Regions from separate parts of the Sus scrofa genome. Here all the other regions are linked to region 1. A link is a contact called in public HiChIP or PLAC-seq and promoter capture Hi-C data. All regions are on one chromosome and are shown on one strand. Each heading gives the region's core, a stretch centred on a gene start, on an enhancer-like site or on the middle of the called end of the contact. The rest is flanking DNA. Distances are from core to core; before and after follow the strand shown.

The links. Promoter capture Hi-C pulls out the DNA fragments that hold promoters and counts their contacts. HiChIP or PLAC-seq counts read pairs in DNA pulled down with a chosen protein or histone mark.
Region 2: a promoter capture Hi-C map of fetal skeletal muscle shows a contact between it and region 1, with 4 times the contacts expected there. The contact joins the promoter of TMEM115 here to the promoter of TEX264 in region 1. A contact is called at or near these places in 1 of 5 promoter capture datasets (fetal skeletal muscle) and 1 of 2 datasets of contacts at active chromatin or transcription factors (skeletal muscle).
Region 3: an H3K27ac HiChIP or PLAC-seq map of alveolar macrophages shows a contact between it and region 1. The contact joins the promoter of RASSF1 here to the promoter of TEX264 in region 1. A contact is called at or near these places in 2 of 2 datasets of contacts at active chromatin or transcription factors (alveolar macrophages and skeletal muscle).

The regions. Positions count from the first base shown.
Region 1 is chr13:33,890,646-33,894,099 of Sscrofa11.1, reverse strand. TEX264 (testis-expressed protein 264) reads right to left here and starts at 1,543. Exons shown (of 5, transcript XM_021068863.1): 1 at 1,314-1,543.
Region 2 is chr13:32,841,468-32,844,693 of Sscrofa11.1, reverse strand. TMEM115 (transmembrane protein 115) reads left to right here and starts at 1,772. Exons shown (of 2, transcript XM_003132227.6): 1 at 1,772-3,161. The coding sequence starts at 2,311.
Region 3 is chr13:32,823,502-32,826,781 of Sscrofa11.1, reverse strand. It overlaps RASSF1 (ras association domain-containing protein 1), which reads left to right and starts at 1,296. Exons shown (of 6, transcript XM_021068824.1): 1 at 1,296-1,384. The coding sequence starts at 1,363. It overlaps ZMYND10 (zinc finger MYND domain-containing protein 10), which reads left to right. Exons shown (of 12, transcript XM_021068822.1): 8 at 1-135; 9 at 382-507; 10 at 590-711; 11 at 823-948; 12 at 1,037-1,384. The coding sequence ends at 1,112.

The sequences.
Region 1 (3,454 bases), core at 294-2,793:
TCTTCACTAGAGCCCTGCTCATGCCCCTATTCTTGGAGAGCCCTCTTCCTGGAAGGCTCCAGCCACCGATCCTGGCCTGATACAGCCCCTTCCGCTGCCCCTAGGCAGGCCTTGACCCTTCTCGGGCCTCAGTTTCTGCTAGGGTCAGGAGGCACTAGGTAAGCGTCTGGGAGGGCTGCCAGCGTTGGCTTCCTGAGGTCGCTCACGAACGCCGTGGCTGTCGGCCCGGTCCTTAAAGGGCCCGCCGCAGGCAAAACTTCGGTGTCTGCCGGGAGCAGGAATACTTGGGGTCCGAGAGGCCTCGCGGGGTGGAAGGGTCGTCGCGTCCACTCTTTACTCTGGGCTTCCAGACCCCGCTCACCCTCGCCTCACCTATTTACCCAGCCCTCTTCTTTTCAGCCACAACTTCTGGAGGCCCCAGGCACCTCCGCAACTTATAGGAAGCTAAAGTTTACAACGCCGCGGTGAGCCGCAGCCTAGGGAGAAGGGGGCGGAGTTAAAGCGCGGTTCTGGCCTTCGTCATCGAGCCCCCTACCCCCTCGCCCGCCCCCAGCTCCCCAGCCTCTGGGCCTGCCCTGCACCCGAAGCTAAGATGGAGAGCAGCCGGGGATAGTAGGCTGATCCAAGGTCGCGTTTGGGCCCTTGGACCCGACCAGGGCCAGCTGTGGGAGAGACGAGATGCAAAGAAATGCTGGGCCGCAAGGATCACGGTGGGGACACGGAAGGCCCTGAGCTCGCGCCCAGGCGGAGGTGCCAGGCCCTGGGCGCGCGTGGGGCCGCCCGGGCGGGGATACCTCCCCCGCCCGGCCCTCACCTCAGCGGCCCCCAGCCTCGGAAGCCGATTCGCGCACGCGGCTCGGGGCTGCGTCGCGGAGCCTGCGCGCCCGCCGCGCACGCTCGCTCCGCCCCCTCTCGAGGCAGAACGTGGCCGTGGGCGCGTGCGTGCGGGACCCAAAGGGCGGAGGCCTGCCGCACCCGTATCCGTGGCGACAAACACGCGCCTTGGCCTGTGGCCGTTAGGAGCCGAGCCCACCAGGTACCTTCCTGCTTCCCACAAACTACTGGGTTGCAGAGGATGAAGTCAACAGCCCCTTAGCTTCTGGGTTGTGGAGAGCACCACGACTGTCCGACCCTAGCAGTGAAGGGGGTAAGTCGGCCTAGAGGCCCGTGGTAGAGAGCCAGTCTGGTCCCAAAAAATGGCACCTCAGAGGACCGTTTGAATTAGTTTGGGAAGCGCAGCATGGCAGTAGAAGTCTGGCATTCGTACCACCCTAATTACTGCCATTTTCTCTCACTGAGGCTTCGCAACAGACCTGGGAACCGAGCAAGGCAGGTCCACTTGCTCCCGTCTCACATCTGAGGCTTAGGGAATCTCCAGACAACGCAAATATCAGCTTCCTGCCTCCAGCGGTCCATCCCTGTGCTCTGGGATTTTTAGGGGGGTGAGGAGGAGGCGGGGAAGAGGGAGTTGGGGGGGTGATCATTCACCCATCCAGCGTTTATGAAGCACGGCTCCTTGCTAAGGTCTGAGGACGCCAAGTGAACAAAACCAAGGCCCCGCCTTCCTGGAACCAACTGGGGGACGCCCGCCTTCCACGCTCCTCCCTCAGTGCCCTAGACGCGGCTGGGCGAGGCTAGTCTGCTGTTCCAGTTTAACACATTCTAGGTAACCCCCAAGTCAATTGTTTGTTCCTTGAAGACAGGTTCAATCTTCAGCTTGTATTACTGAGGATCAACAAACAACAAAGCACTCTCTTAGGGCCCCAAACATAAAATCTCGCCCTCCTGAGAGGCCGATCTTGCAGTAGAAAGAGTGGGGGAGGGGGCAACTATGCTCATAAGTTTCGCCACAAGATGGTATGGGCCAAAAGCTACCTTGGTGCTCCTCACACGGAGGATTGATGTTTGGGAGGTGAATCTTCTTTTTATGGATCCCCCTACTGTACTAGCCAAGGACAGACTGGCCACAAAGCGGCAGTTGTAGCTGGTTGCCTTTCCTTCTGCTTCACATTATTCTCTCCATAGGCAGGGAAAATTGAACTTCATCCATAGGGTTCTAGACCAACCAGAAGAATGGGTAGCTGACCCCTCAGAGGCACTCAGAGCTGGGCTGGAGGTTTGGCAGCTGTTTTGCTGATGAATATCAGGAACATGACCAAATCCTTTAGGTGCTTCAGGCAAGTGAACTATGCACTTGTGTCATTCCCTGAGACAAGGACGGGCCAGTGCTTTCAGAGACAGACAGCCTCTGCTTCTCAGAAGCTGAAGATGATCAGCTTCATCCAGGAAACTGTTGTCTGGAGCTACTCTTTCCAAATTTTTTTTTCCTTCTTTTTTTAGGGCCGCACCCATGGCATGTGGAGGTTCCCAGGCTAGGGGTCAAATCAAAACTACAGCTGCCAGCCTACACCACAGCCACAGCAACGCCGGATCCTTAACCCACTGAGGGAGGCCAGGGATTGAACTCATGTCCTCATGGATACTAGTCAGGTTCGTTAACTGCTGAGTCACGACAGGAACTCCCATACCCTTTCCTCATCTGGTTCTCTGCTTACTTCCTTTAGCTTGGTTAGGGAACTCCATAGCCTCACATCCGAGTTCTAAATGTGCCTTAGGAGCTTTAGCACCTCTGTAGTGTTAAAATAGCTGGCCTGTGACTGGGGCTGTAGGCCAGTGGCCTCCCAGGCTTTATTTCAGGCAGCTGCCAACAAGCACTGCCACCTCCCGCCCGCTTGGGAGGACCCCTGCATGGCCTCTGCTAGCCACCAGGCAATAGCCCAGGCACTTTGCTCTCCCCCTTGTATCAAGTCTGAGCAGAGCTGACCACCTAGCCATCTGCATCATGCACTCTTCAGTCCTATATCCAAATAGCACATATTCTCCTCTCATGAGCCTAGACTTGGTCTCTGCCTCCTCCTGACTTCCCCTGACAAAAGAACTCCCACAGAAGCTCTTTAGTTCTCCCTTAGTACATTTCCAGAGAATGTTTTCCCCAGGCTCCTCCCCTTAAAAGGACCAAACTTGGGTAACTAAAGCATAGACCATCCCTTCCTTCCTCTACCTCTTCATGTTCCAAAGCCCTCATTAGTTCTCTCTGAGGCACTGGTTAGATCTTCTAACTCAGGTGACAAATGGAGAAAGTACAGGTAGTGTAAGATACTCTGCAAACCCTGCCACCAGCCGTCTCCCACCCTCTGAAGGCACTGATGCTGTGCCCAATCCCTGGGTACTCACAGCCTAGTTAGGGCTGCCCCTGCAGAACCTGCCACAACTGAGGGATGAGCTAGCTTCAGGCTACTCTGAGTCAGCCTCACTGTTCCCTCTAAAGCCAGGAAATGTAGTCCTCTTCAGGCAGGCAAAGGCAAAAAAGTGAACCCCACTGCATAAAAAGCCTGCCAGCAATCTGCCTTTTATTCCCACCCCCTACCCCCACAGGTACCATCCAGCATCCACT
Region 2 (3,226 bases), core at 523-3,022, 1.0 Mb after region 1:
GCTCCTTCCCAGCCCAGTGGAGGCCTGGTGCTCTCAGAGGCCACCGACATTGGAACACAACTCTGAGTCAGCTTCTGCAAATCCTTTCGGACCTCCTCTGGAAAGCGCTATACCCTTGTCCGTTTTTTTTTGTTTTGTTTTGTTTTTTAACCCTTGTCCATTTTAAAGCCAGCTCTCTTAATAGCTCTCTTCTGTGTGACCTTCAAGTTCTTTTCAAGGGGAAAGACTTATAGCCACCAGTGCAGAGGTTTCCCAGTGCTACTGACACTTACTCTCTTAGAATACACCCTCCAAACTCTGCACTCACCCAGCTAAGTCCTCACCACAACCTAAGAGTTGGATACTAGTTTATCCCCATATCCCAGATGAACAAACTGAGACAGGAGAAATCTTTTCTCCCAGATGAGAAGAGCAAGAAACCAGTAAAGTTTTCAGAAAGGAAGTGGCCTATGGCTGGGGGAACTTGGATGGTAAATAAATGAAAGATGGCATTCCAGGCCTTAGTGAAGACACCTTTCCTCACTCCACAAGAGCAGGCCACAGAGCAAAGCCTAACTAGCAACCTCTGGACAGCTCCCATGCTCTGCAGCAGTCCCAAAAATCCTGGAGTAGACTTGTCATATAAAATACTAAACATCCAGTCAAATTTGTTATTTCAGATAATCAACAAATATTTAGTATGTTACCAACACTGCATGGGACAAAGCAATGCTAAAAACTGGGGTCGCGCTTATACTGAAAAAATTGTTTACCTGAAATTCAAATTTAACTGAGTGCCCTCTTGATTTGCTCAATCTGGCAATCCTACACTGGGGCAGCATCCAGTGGGATGCCAAAGATAAAGGACAGCAACACCTTTTGTAACCTGGTAGGCTATGCACAATGGCAGCTGAACTGAGATCAGTGGTGGAAAGGAAGGGATTCTGCACTTCATAAATGTACTTTATTTTACAACTGTTTAAAATGTAACTCAATATAAAAAAAAAAAAATCAATTTGCACAGGACACAACCTGCCTGAAGCCACCATTGCACTGAAGTGGGGGCCCCAGGCCAGCCTGACTCAAGTTTGTGGAGAGACCTCTCTTCATGATGGTCAGCGATTGTCTGTGGTGGGGAGGAGAGCCACTGAGAGTGGCCCAACATCACCCATTTGGGGACTGGAGGCCTTAGTTCAAGTACTGGCTCCACCTCATTTGTAACAAGGGCAGCCAGGGCAACACCCTCACTGAGCGCCCAGAGTAGACTGGCATTTTACAGCCCAGTCCCCTTGGATCCTCACAGTAAGTACAGTCATCATCTCCATTTTCCTGTCCATGAAACTGATCTTCAACAAAGTTCAGGAATTTGGCCAATGTCACACAGCCGCCAAAGAGCAAAGCAAGAATTCCAACCTGAATCAGGCATACAGCAGACCGCCTTAATTCCTGGAGTTCGCGCCCACTGGATCATCCAACATTCTTACCCACATACCTGCCCGCAAGGAGACACCCACCCAGGTGTACAGGCATACACTGAGCCACTCCTCATGGGAAATTCATCAAGTGTGTGACCTGAGGTTGTGCTGCCGCTGGTATTCGCCGCTCTCTCAAGGTTAGCGACGCTAGTGCACCTTCCCCCACGTCCAGAGATCTGGCAGAAACGGTCCTGGGAACTACAACTCCCAAGCACACGCTTTTCTCACCACCAACAGGAACAGCCCGACGCACAGCCTCCTGGGACGTGTTCTACCCGGAATCCTGATTTCCGCTGGTTCCGGCTCCGGCCCAGGACTCCTTATCCCAGCATGCAGTGGAGCCGCAAGGCCGACGCTCAGAGGGCATCCTGCCGCCGCCCGGGGCGCGCAGGCGCAGCGCCCCTGTTTGTCGGCGCTTGAGAAGGGAGGAGGTAGAGTCGAAACCGAGACCCAGGCCGAGGCGGGACTGATCAGACTTGACTCCGGCCCAGAACTAGGCTCCAGTGCCGCGCGGACCGTAGGATCCCAGAGTGGATGGAGGAGATCGAGCCCTAAGATCACGTCCAGACCCGTTGGTGTGGCGTGGGGCCTGCAGGGAGACCAGGCGGGCGTGCAGAAGCTACCCAGGGCCTTCCCTCAGATCCCCTGCTAAGGGCCTAGTCCCCGGTCCGGCGACCAGGCCCGGCTCTGCCGTTTATGACCGGAGTCGACCTGACCGGAAGTGGAGATTTCACCCGGGCCATAGGCCATTGACTAGGCCGGGCCCGGGCCTCCCGTCGGGGCCGGACTTGGACGAGGCCCCGGGGAGGCCCCTAGCCCACTAAACCCTTCCCTCAGGCCGAAGCCAGCTGGGAAGATGCAGCGCGCCTTACCGGGCGCCCGCCAACACTTGGGGGCCATCCTGGCCAGCGCCAGCGTGGTGGTGAAGGCTCTGTGCGTTGCTGTACTATTCCTCTACCTGCTGTCCTTTGCCGTGGACACGAGCTGCCTGGCTGTCACCCCAGGCTATCTCTTTCCACCCAACTTCTGGATCTGGACCCTGGCCACCCATGGGCTGATGGAACAGCATGTGTGGGATGTGGCCATTAGCCTGGCCACAGTGGTGGTAGCTGGACGTTTGCTGGAGCCCCTCTGGGGGGCCTTGGAGCTGCTCATCTTCTTCTCAGTGGTGAACGTATCTGTGGGGCTGCTGGGGGCCTTCGCCTACCTCCTCACCTACATGGCTTCCTTCAACTTGGTGTACCTTTTTACTATCCGCATCCACGGCTCCCTGGGCTTCCTAGGTGGTGTCTTGGTGGCACTCAAGCAAACCATGGGGGACTGTGTGGTGCTCCGAGTGCCCCAGGTTCGTGTCAGTGTGGTGCCCATGCTGCTGTTGGGGCTGCTGTTGCTGCTGCGGCTGGCCACACTACTCCAGAGCCCAGCGCTGGCCTCCTATGGCTTTGGGCTGCTCTCCAGTTGGGTGTATCTTCGCTTCTACCAGCGCCATAGCCGAGGCCGAGGAGACATGGCCGACCACTTTGCTTTCGCCACCTTCTTCCCTGAGATCCTGCAGCCTGTGGTGGGGCTGTTGGCAAACTTGGTACATGGCCTCCTGGTGAAGGTAAAGATATGCCAGAAGACAGTGAAGCGCTATGATGTGGGCGCACCATCCTCCATCACCATCAGCCTCCCAGGCACAGACCCTCAAGATGCAGAGCGGAGAAGGTACCGTGGGATCTTCCAAACCTTGTTAAGAGCGTATTTACTGATGAAGTCACATTCCATCTGTT
Region 3 (3,280 bases), core at 47-2,546, 1.1 Mb after region 1:
GTGCCCCCATCAGAGCAGCAAAAACTGAGCAAGTTGGATGGGCAGGTGTGGATTGCCCTGTACAACCTGCTGCTAAGCCCCGAGGCCCGAGCCCACTATTGCCTCACCAGCTTTGCTAAAGGACAGCTACTCAAGGTAGGAACTCCTCCCATATCAGCCCCACAGCCCCCTAGCCCTGCCCCACCCCACCCCTGTTTATTTTTACCCACCTGCCTCAACCCTAGGCCTCTCTCCAGAACTTGGGCCTCAGGTGACACACACAGAAGCTAATGGGATGTGGGTCCCACGGGCATCCTTAGTCCAACCCAGCCCAGGGTCTCTCTGTTCCTTGACCTTCTGGTCAGCACTGCTTCACACTGGCCTCCCTGGAAACCCTTGCAGCTTCAGGCATTCCTCACAGACACGCTGCTGGACCAGATGCCCAACCTGGCAGACCTGCAGGGTTTCCTAGCCCACCTGGCCCTGGCCGAAGCCCAGCCCCCTAAGAAAGACCTGGTGTTGGAACAGGTAGGCACTAGAAAGTTAGTTGCTCGGGACCACTGCCCACTTTGCCAGCTCCTCCCTGCTACTCTCCATTTCTCTTCCCCAGATCCCAGAAATCTGGGAGCGGCTAGAGCAAGAGAACAAAGGCAAGTGGCAGGCTATTGCCAAGCACCAGCTGCAGCATATATTCAGCACCTCAGAGCAGGACCTGAGGCTGCAAGCACAAAGGTGAGGCCTGCTGGAAGGGGTGGAAGAGATGCAGAAGGCATGGATGTGGGCAGGGCTGCTCCTGTCCCCCCACCCACAGGTCCAGTCAAGTCCTTCTGACCCTTTTCCCAGGTGGGCTGAGACCTACAGACTGGACGTGCTGGAGGCAGTGGCTCCAGAGCGACCCCGCTGTGCTTACTGCAGTGCAGAGGCCTCCAAGCGCTGCTCACGATGCCAGAATGAGTGGTACTGCTGCAGGTGAGGGTATCCTAGGATCTTGGATCCCTAAATCCCACTTCCATACCCCTCACAAACACTGAATCTTTACTGGCCCACTTGCCTGCAGGGAGTGCCAAGTCAAGCACTGGGAAAAACATGGAAAGTCTTGTGTTGTGGCAGCCCAAGGTGACAGAGCCAAGTGAAGGATGCAGCTGCTGAGGGCCAACCACCATGCCATACAATCCACTAGAGTGTACCCCTGAACCTCTGGATCTCGGCCTGGCCTCTGCAAGTGCCCCAGCCTCCCAGATGAGGAAGACAGCAGGAGGGAAGTGCTGCTGACCCATCTTCCCCAGCAAAGCCATCCCCACTTCCTGCCCCACCCGGCTTAGGGTGCAGCCTCAGCAAGCTGGGGAGAGAGGCCCTGGGCGGGGTTGTGGGGGTGAGAACCGGATGTGGGGACCCTCTTCCTTCAGTAAGTAAAGTAAAGCTGGTTTCCATAAAGACGCCTGTTTTCCGCGTGGTCGTCGTGGTTGTTAGGGGGAGGGGAGTAGCTCGAGGGATGAAGGGAGGTAGGAGGGCGGGGACTCCGCGACAGCAGCACCCGTGCAGCGCCCTCCGGGCTCCACTTCTCCTGCGGGAGGGCAGACGCAGCCTGGGTGCTGGGTATCCCTGGCGCCGCGCTCTTTTGCTCTCCCGCCGCTCTGCCTGAACCCCGGAGGCGGCGCCGCATCGGGGGCCCGCCCCGCGGCCCCGCCCGTCGGGAGCTCGCTCGGCGCCCAGAGCCAGCAGGAGTCCCGGCCGGACCGGGACATGTCCGCTGAGCCCGAGCTCATTGAGCTGCGGGAACTGGCACCCGCTCGGTGCGCCGCCCCGGTCCGCACCCGGCTGGAGCGTGCCAACGCGCTGCGCATTGCTCCGGGCACAGCGCGCAACAACGCAAGGCAGCTGGTCCCGGGCCGAGGCCACCGCTTCCAGCCTGCGGGGCCCGCCACGCACACGTGGTGCGACCTCTGTGGTGACTTCATCTGGGGCGTCGTGCGCAAGGGCCTGCAGTGCGCACGTGAGTAGCGCCCGGGGCATTGGCGAGAGTGAAACGGGTGGCCAAGCTGAAGGCCAAGTTGCTACGGAGGGGGTCAGTGGGGACCACAGACCAGGTAGTTTACTTTTGCCAAATAGCCTAAGACAGTGCAGGCAGATGGGTTATAACCTTGATATCTTACAAGCGTGCCACCTGCATATGGGACATAGGCAGCAGTGGTTGCCTGTGAATAACAAGGTGCTGCTTTCAAGTTTAAAAAGTGCCTTGATCCTTCTTGAAAAAGGCTTTGTACCCACCAGTCTTTGAGTTCATATTCCCACACCTGCCCCTTACAAAGATTCACTCACCAAGTCCCCCTCCAGAATTCCTGGGGTGAAGAGAATTTACCCGACAATGGGAGAAGGCCTTGAAAAAGTTAGACCCTTGGGTAGGCCCCCTGCAAGCAAGAGTTTTTGTTGAAGTTCTCCTTGTGGCTCAGCGGTATCTCATCTGACTAGTATCCATGAGGACATGGGTTCGATCCCTGGTCTTGCTCAGTGGGTTAAGGATCCGGCATTGCCATGAGCTGTGGTATACGTCGAAGATGTGGCCTAGATCCTGCATTGCTGTGGCTGTAGTGTAGGCCGGCAGCTGCAGCTCAAATTAGACCCCTAGCCCAGGAACTTCCCTATGCCGTGGGTGCGGCCCTTAAAAAAAAAAATAGGAGCGTCCACACACCAGCTGATGCTTCTGCCCTCCAGGAACCACCAGCAATAAGAGGTTGCTCTCCCCCCTGGCTATACACTTAGTATGCTTTTACAGTCCTCCAAACCTCTATGCTTGAATCCTACCTGAGACCTGTTGAATCGATCACGAGAGTGTTATCAGCGATTTTTAAAGACAGATCATTCTAATGTGCAGCCTGGGTTGTGAATCAGTGCTCTGGCCCATTTAGGAACTTAGGGAAGCTGTCCCAGGCCTGTGTGTCCAAGGATAGCCTCATCAGGTACAGGAGTTTGTCCTGAATTCAGCTGGGAGGAGCACAGGAGTTGTTACAGAATGCAAAGCATGAACAAGGGCTGGGACATTAGCACTGTTCCCAAGTAGAAATAAAGTGAATATGAAATTGAAAAACAGGAAAATTTGGATGTGTGTCAGAGGCAGAAACAAGGGAGGAATTAAGGATGAGTTAGGGTGATTTTTTTGCCTCAAACAACTGGGAAATTTTTGCTGAGATGAGAAGCTCTGGCAAGGGTAAGAGTGAGGAAAAGTGAGTTTTAAAGGGTAGGAAAGTGAGTTAAATTTTGGTCACGTTGGGTTGAGATATCTATAAAACATCCAAACGAAGAA